Regions from separate parts of the Urocitellus parryii genome. Here region 1 is linked to region 2. The links are chromatin contacts, called in public Hi-C maps. All regions are on one chromosome and are shown on one strand. Each heading gives the region's core, a stretch centred on a gene start, on an enhancer-like site or on the middle of the called end of the contact. The rest is flanking DNA. Distances are from core to core; before and after follow the strand shown.

Region 1 (2,734 bases), core at 22-2,521, 150 kb before region 2:
TTTTTTGGGCAGACCCAGCAAACTAATATAGTACTCATTAAGCTGCACCTAGATTCTTGACCCTCAGGACTTTGAGGTTATAAATGCTTGTCATTTTGTTTTTTTTTTTTTTTTAAAGAGAGAGTGAGAGAGGAGAGAGAGAGAGAGAGAGAGAGAATTTTTATTTTTTTTATTTTTTATTTTTTTTAGAGAGAGTGAGAGAGGAGAGAGAGAGAGAGAAAGAATTTTTAATATTTATTTTTTAGTTCTCGGCGGACACAACATCTTTGTTGGTATGTGGTGCTGAGGATCGAACCCGGGTCGCACGCATACCAGGCGAGCGCGCTACCGCTTGAGCCACATCCCCAGCCCAATGCTTGTCATTTTGAGCTGTTAAACTTTGGAGTAATTTGTTATGCAGCAATAGATGACTAATACATGAACCTAATTTCCCCCTTTATATCCTCTCTGACTTATGTCCCTAAAAGATGGGTAGGTAGGGTGTCCTGTTTGAATACTTCAAATTCTTACTTTCCAAGGAAAGAAAAAGTCAGTCTTCCTAGCAGATAACAAACCATGCTATGGGTTGAGGATATAGCTTAGTGTCAGAGCACTTGCTTAGCATTAGGCCTCAGGTTCTATCCCCAGCCCCTCAAAAACAAAATTATACCAATGTCTGAGTTATTAATAGCATTTTCTGAAACATATTCACTACTCTTTCATTTTCCCAGCAAAGTAAAAAAAGAACTTTTGTTTAGGTTCAGATTTGTTTGCAAGTAGGTAAGGCCAGAATAATTGCAGTGATTAAGAATCCATGGACTCAGTGTATATTTATGTGGTTCATCCTCTGTGTGTGTATACATATACATATGCTTCCATGAACTATAATTTTATAAACAGTTTATACATACAAAGGGATTATTCTAATTCTAAAATATATGTTCTAATTCTAAAACTCCTACTGGGACAGCATTAATGTATTAAGTGTGTACAGTACAATTATACATTATAATTTTTCTTTCTTTCTTTTCTATTTTGTTTTCCAGTATTAGGATTGAATCCAGGGGCACTTTGACATTGAGATATATCTTTGGCCCATTTTATTTTTTATTTCAAGACAGGGTCTGGCTAAATTGCCCAGGCTGGCCTGGGACTTGCAATCCTCCTCCCTCAGCCTCCTGTGTAGTTGAGATTACAGGGGTGTACCACTGTGCCTGCTGTATTGGATTTTTATAAGTTGGCTTAAATTATACATTTATTGAAATGTACCTGTAGTTCCTAGTTTGCTGTGATGTCAGTTGGGGATTCTTCCTGGAAAACCCTGGAAATGGAGAGCTTGAACACGAGGTTCAGCGCCTGGACACCTTTTAGCAACAAGTCGCTAAATAGACAGGTGAGTTACGTGGTGAGTTACAAATAGTGAGTCTTATGTTGTCATACTTTTAAAGAAAATCCTCTAAAGAATTTAGTTTTTGAGTCAGTTTAAACAAAAACAATTCTAGCTTTGTTGCAAGTCTCCCAATCTGCCTCCCATCTTATTCTGTGCTTCCAGAGACAAAATAGAGACCCCCAGGACACCTGTGGTTTGCGGTGATGGGGAAGGAGAAGGAAAGAAGATGCTCTGGGTGGTGGTGGTGAGGGTGTGTGCGTGTATGTTTCACTGTGTCCTTAATACTCCTTCTCTCTGGTGCCCACCATATGGTTCTATGTGGCCTGGCGATGCCCGTCCCTTGAACAGTAATTCAGGAAGAAGTCATCGAATGGTGGAGGGCAGTCTGCAAGGCATTAATGGAGCTAGCACAGGGGTCCTCAGAGCTCACGTGGGCTCAACTTCTTTTACAAGGGAAGAAGAATAGACTGGCTGGGGTTAAAGCCTGACCTGTAATAAAGACAGTGAGTTTGCACATGCCTATCTAGCAAAGCTGGCCTGGAACCCAGTTTTGGGGACACTGGTCTTTGGGAACTCTGTCTTAGAGACACAACTAACAATAGCATTTTACAATAATTATTCACGATCAGTTTCATGAGTGTTATGAAGATCCATGGCTATGGATCAATAAAGTCATATCTACTTAAATGAATCTATTTTAGCAATGGAATGAGTGAGACCTATATGTGTTTTCTTTTTTTTTTTAATAATTAGAAAGTTATTTTTATTGATTCTTTTTAGTTATACATGACAGTAGAATTGTTTTGATAAAATTACACATGCATATTTATATCTTATTCTAATTAGGACCCCATTCTTCTGGATATACACAATGATGAATTTGCTTAGTTTTTTTCATTTATATATGTGTGTGTGTGTGTGTGTATATATATATATATATATGAAAATAATGTCAGATTCATTTCACTGTCTCCTATTCCTATCCCCCTCCCTTCCCTGCATTCCTCTTTGTCTAATGTACTGAACTTCTCTTCTTCTCCCGCTCCCTTTTTTATGTGATTTGGCTTCTACATATCAACAAAAATATTCAAACTTTGATTTTGGGGGATTGGCTTATTTCAGTTAGCATCATAGCCTCCAGATTCATCTATTTACTAATAAATGTCATAAAGTTATCCTTTATGGCTGAGTAATACTTCATTGTGCTTATGTACCACATTTTCTTTATCCATTCATCTGTTGAAGGGTACCAAGTTTGGCTCCATAGCTTAGTTATTATGAATTGTGATGCTATAAACATTGATGTGGCTGTGTTATTGTGGTATGCTGATTTTAAATCCTTTGGATATATGCTGAGGAGTGGGA
Region 2 (2,968 bases), core at 280-2,779:
GAGGGAAAGCGCCTGACCCAAAGTCACAATTTTACTTGACAAGAGATGAAGTCAAAGACCCAGGCCTCAAGACTACTGCAGTCCACTGTATTACACCTATGTGTCTGGCTTTCAGTTTTGGAAATCTGAAAAACTGGTTTGGATCAATGAAAGCTTAAAACGTGTTCTAGACGTGTAGTGAGACTCTTACTAGCAGCTATGAATCATTAAACAGTAACATTGATGTTCACCACATACACTAGATAAGAACTTCTAGGAAGCCTCCTGCTTTAAAAACAGATACGGTAAAGAAGCCTTAACTTACCCTGCTTACCTCCAAGGCTACAGACTGAAGCAAGCATGCACATTCCACTTCAAGCTACTGAATACTTACCTCCCAACCTAAATCCACAAATTTCAACAAATATAATCCAATGTCCACTGGAAAACACTGTCCAGTTTACATCAGCCACACGTTCTATGAATACTTAAAAGTTTTTTTTTTTTAAATCTACTTGTAAACAATTAGCTGAAAGTTCGAATTTCTTAATTTCCCTAAGAATTGTCTCCTTTTAAAAACTGCTTTTTATCTTCTTAAATCTACAAAAATCACGTTATGAGGTCGTCAGGGTTAATTCAAGAATTAAAATAACATTTCGCCTATATTGGTAACCTACCCCGCAGGAACCGAAGAGCTATGCATGTACCAGAATCTAAGATTCAAACACATTAACTACCCAAGATTCTTCATGGTAAGTGTTCTTCCAGTGCTTGGAAAACAAAGATTCAGGAGCAGTCAAGGGATGAGGGGTCAGGGCTCCTCAGACCATTACCTCCATAGCAGGAGTTTCTTCTAATTAGGAACGACCCCTCCCCCTCGGCCGCAGCGCAAGTCGCGGCCACCCGGGCACCTGCGGCCCCTGCCCGCAGCTGGAAAGCTGGGGGAAACCTGCTCACCACCAGCCCTTCTGGAAACGGCGCCCACTCCCACTCCCGGAGGAAGGAGGTTGGAGGCCCGAGCCGCGGGGAAGCTACCCTCGGCGGCCAGCCAAACCCGGGACGCGGCGTTACCTGGAGGACCACGTCGTTGGGCAGCTGCGCGGCCCGGAACAGCTCCAGCACCCGCCCGTTGACTACCACCTTCTTGGTGCTCTCAATGTCGCAGTAGGAGAAGAGATCCGAGTAATATTTCTGCTCCGCATCGCTCAGCGTTAAGCCTTCCATCTTCGCCTCCGGCTCGCGGCCGCCCTGCCCCGCCCCGCATGCAACACCCGGTACCCGGCCCCACGACCCCGGGCCGGCGGGTCTGCGCGTGGCTGCGCGGCCCGGCCTCCTCCTCGGTCCCCGCAGACGCCCGGAGCCTCAGCCCCGGCCTCTGGCGAGCCGGCTGCGCCCAAGCAACAGGGCCCGGAGGTCGCGAGGAGGGGGCTCGGCTGGGCTCCGCGCGCCGCCGCCTGCGAGGCCCCGCGCAGTCCCGGGCTAGGCACCGCGCGCGGCCCCGGCTCCAGCAGCCGCGAAGCGCGGAGAAGGAGGCGGGGGCCGCGGCGGCGCGAGGCACTGGCGGACTCAGCCACCGCCCCCGCCGCGGGTTCGAGGTTCCCCGCTCCCCGCCGCTTCCCCAAGACTTCCCGCCTCGGCTTCCCCTTCCGTCCACGCCCCCGGAGCGGCAGCACTTCCCGGAAAGTTGTGGGGCTTCGCGTCTAAAGTTTCGGGGGCTCTGGGCTGAGCGTGGCCGCCGCTCCGCCTCCCTCCGCCGCCATTTACAGAGCCCCGGCCCTGCCCCAACGCGCCCGCACCAACACTGACAGCGGCGGCCGCGTTCCAGACCCGGATGTGAGGCCGGGAGGAGAGAGCGCGAGAGGGAGAGAGAAACACCCACCGGGCTGGCTCGGCCGCTCCCGAGAGAGCGGGCCGCAGCGCCCCCTGGTGGCCGGAGCCCGGCGGCGGGAAGGCCAGCCGCCTCGCCAGCCGCCTCAGAGCCCGTTGGATGAGATCCCTGGGAGGGGGACACCTGGGGTATCACCATGCTAGAGCTAGAGAACTTAGATATGGGTCGCAGTTTTTATATTTCGAAGCTTCTGGCACAAAGCATTTAACAAACATCTGAGTGGAAGGGAAGGAAATGTTATTCAGTTTATTATTTGTATCTTTCTGATAGCAGAAGTTGCTGCGGATGATTCTCTGCTTTGAAGGATTATGAACATCCCGTGGATGAGGGATCCGTAGATGAGGGAAACTTCCTCATATGAAGACCACTGCAGAGATTCGGTTCCTACTCTTGATCCAAGTCTGAAAAACAAAATATGCCGAGTAGCTGGGGGAGGGTGGCAACTGGCAAGATTTTGCTCTTTGTACAAAGCCATTCTGGTCATTAGGACTACTGTACTGGAAAGTTATACCATTACCTTTATAAACCTGCGTGGGCCTTGAGCAGAACACTTTCCAGGATGGAGGAGGGGTCCTGGGTTTCACTGCCTGGTAAAAAGCATTCGGAGTGGTGTGTGAGCCCCTCCAAACAGATGCATACTCCTCCTTGGGGACAGGAGCTCAGAAAGACATGGAAACTTTGCAAGAATGGAAGCTGTGTCACCCCCAGAATACTGGGTGGGCTGCGGGGGTGGATGGTTGAACTGTTTACAAGGGAATGATCTTTTTTCTCTATCTGTCACTTAAATTTATATTTCCAAGTAAGAAGGGAAACAAATACAATTAAGCATGTAGGCCCTTTGAGGTCAAGTCTAATTTATTTCCAATATATTTCTAGACATACCAATATTTAAAAGTGACATCATAAGAAAGATATTTTAAAACAGATGGTCTATATTATATAGCAACAGATTTAAAGATGCTGGTTTTCAGGTAAGACCAAATAGTGGATTACTGCCAGTAAAAGCATCAGCTGTTTTAAAACTGGAAAACTCTAGTTTTAAAAAATAAATTATATGTAGTGAAATTAATTATTTTTGGTATTCAGTTATGTTAGTATTGA

What was found. Hi-C and Micro-C count contacts between places; a contact is called where the count stands out from the background.
Region 1: a contact with region 2 is called in a Hi-C map of muscle, with 3 times the contacts expected there. The contact joins the promoter of Ect2l here to the promoter of Reps1 in region 2. A contact is called at or near these places in 2 of 2 Hi-C or Micro-C datasets (liver and muscle).

Annotation. Positions count from the first base shown.
Region 1 is chr8:26,076,215-26,078,948 of mUroPar1.hap1, reverse strand. Ect2l (epithelial cell transforming 2 like) reads left to right here and starts at 1,271. Exons shown (of 20, transcript XM_026391905.2): 1 at 1,271-1,372. The coding sequence starts at 1,271.
Region 2 is chr8:25,926,133-25,929,100 of mUroPar1.hap1, reverse strand. Reps1 (RALBP1 associated Eps domain containing 1) reads right to left here and starts at 1,529. Exons shown (of 19, transcript XM_077801722.1): 1 at 1,051-1,529. The coding sequence starts at 1,203.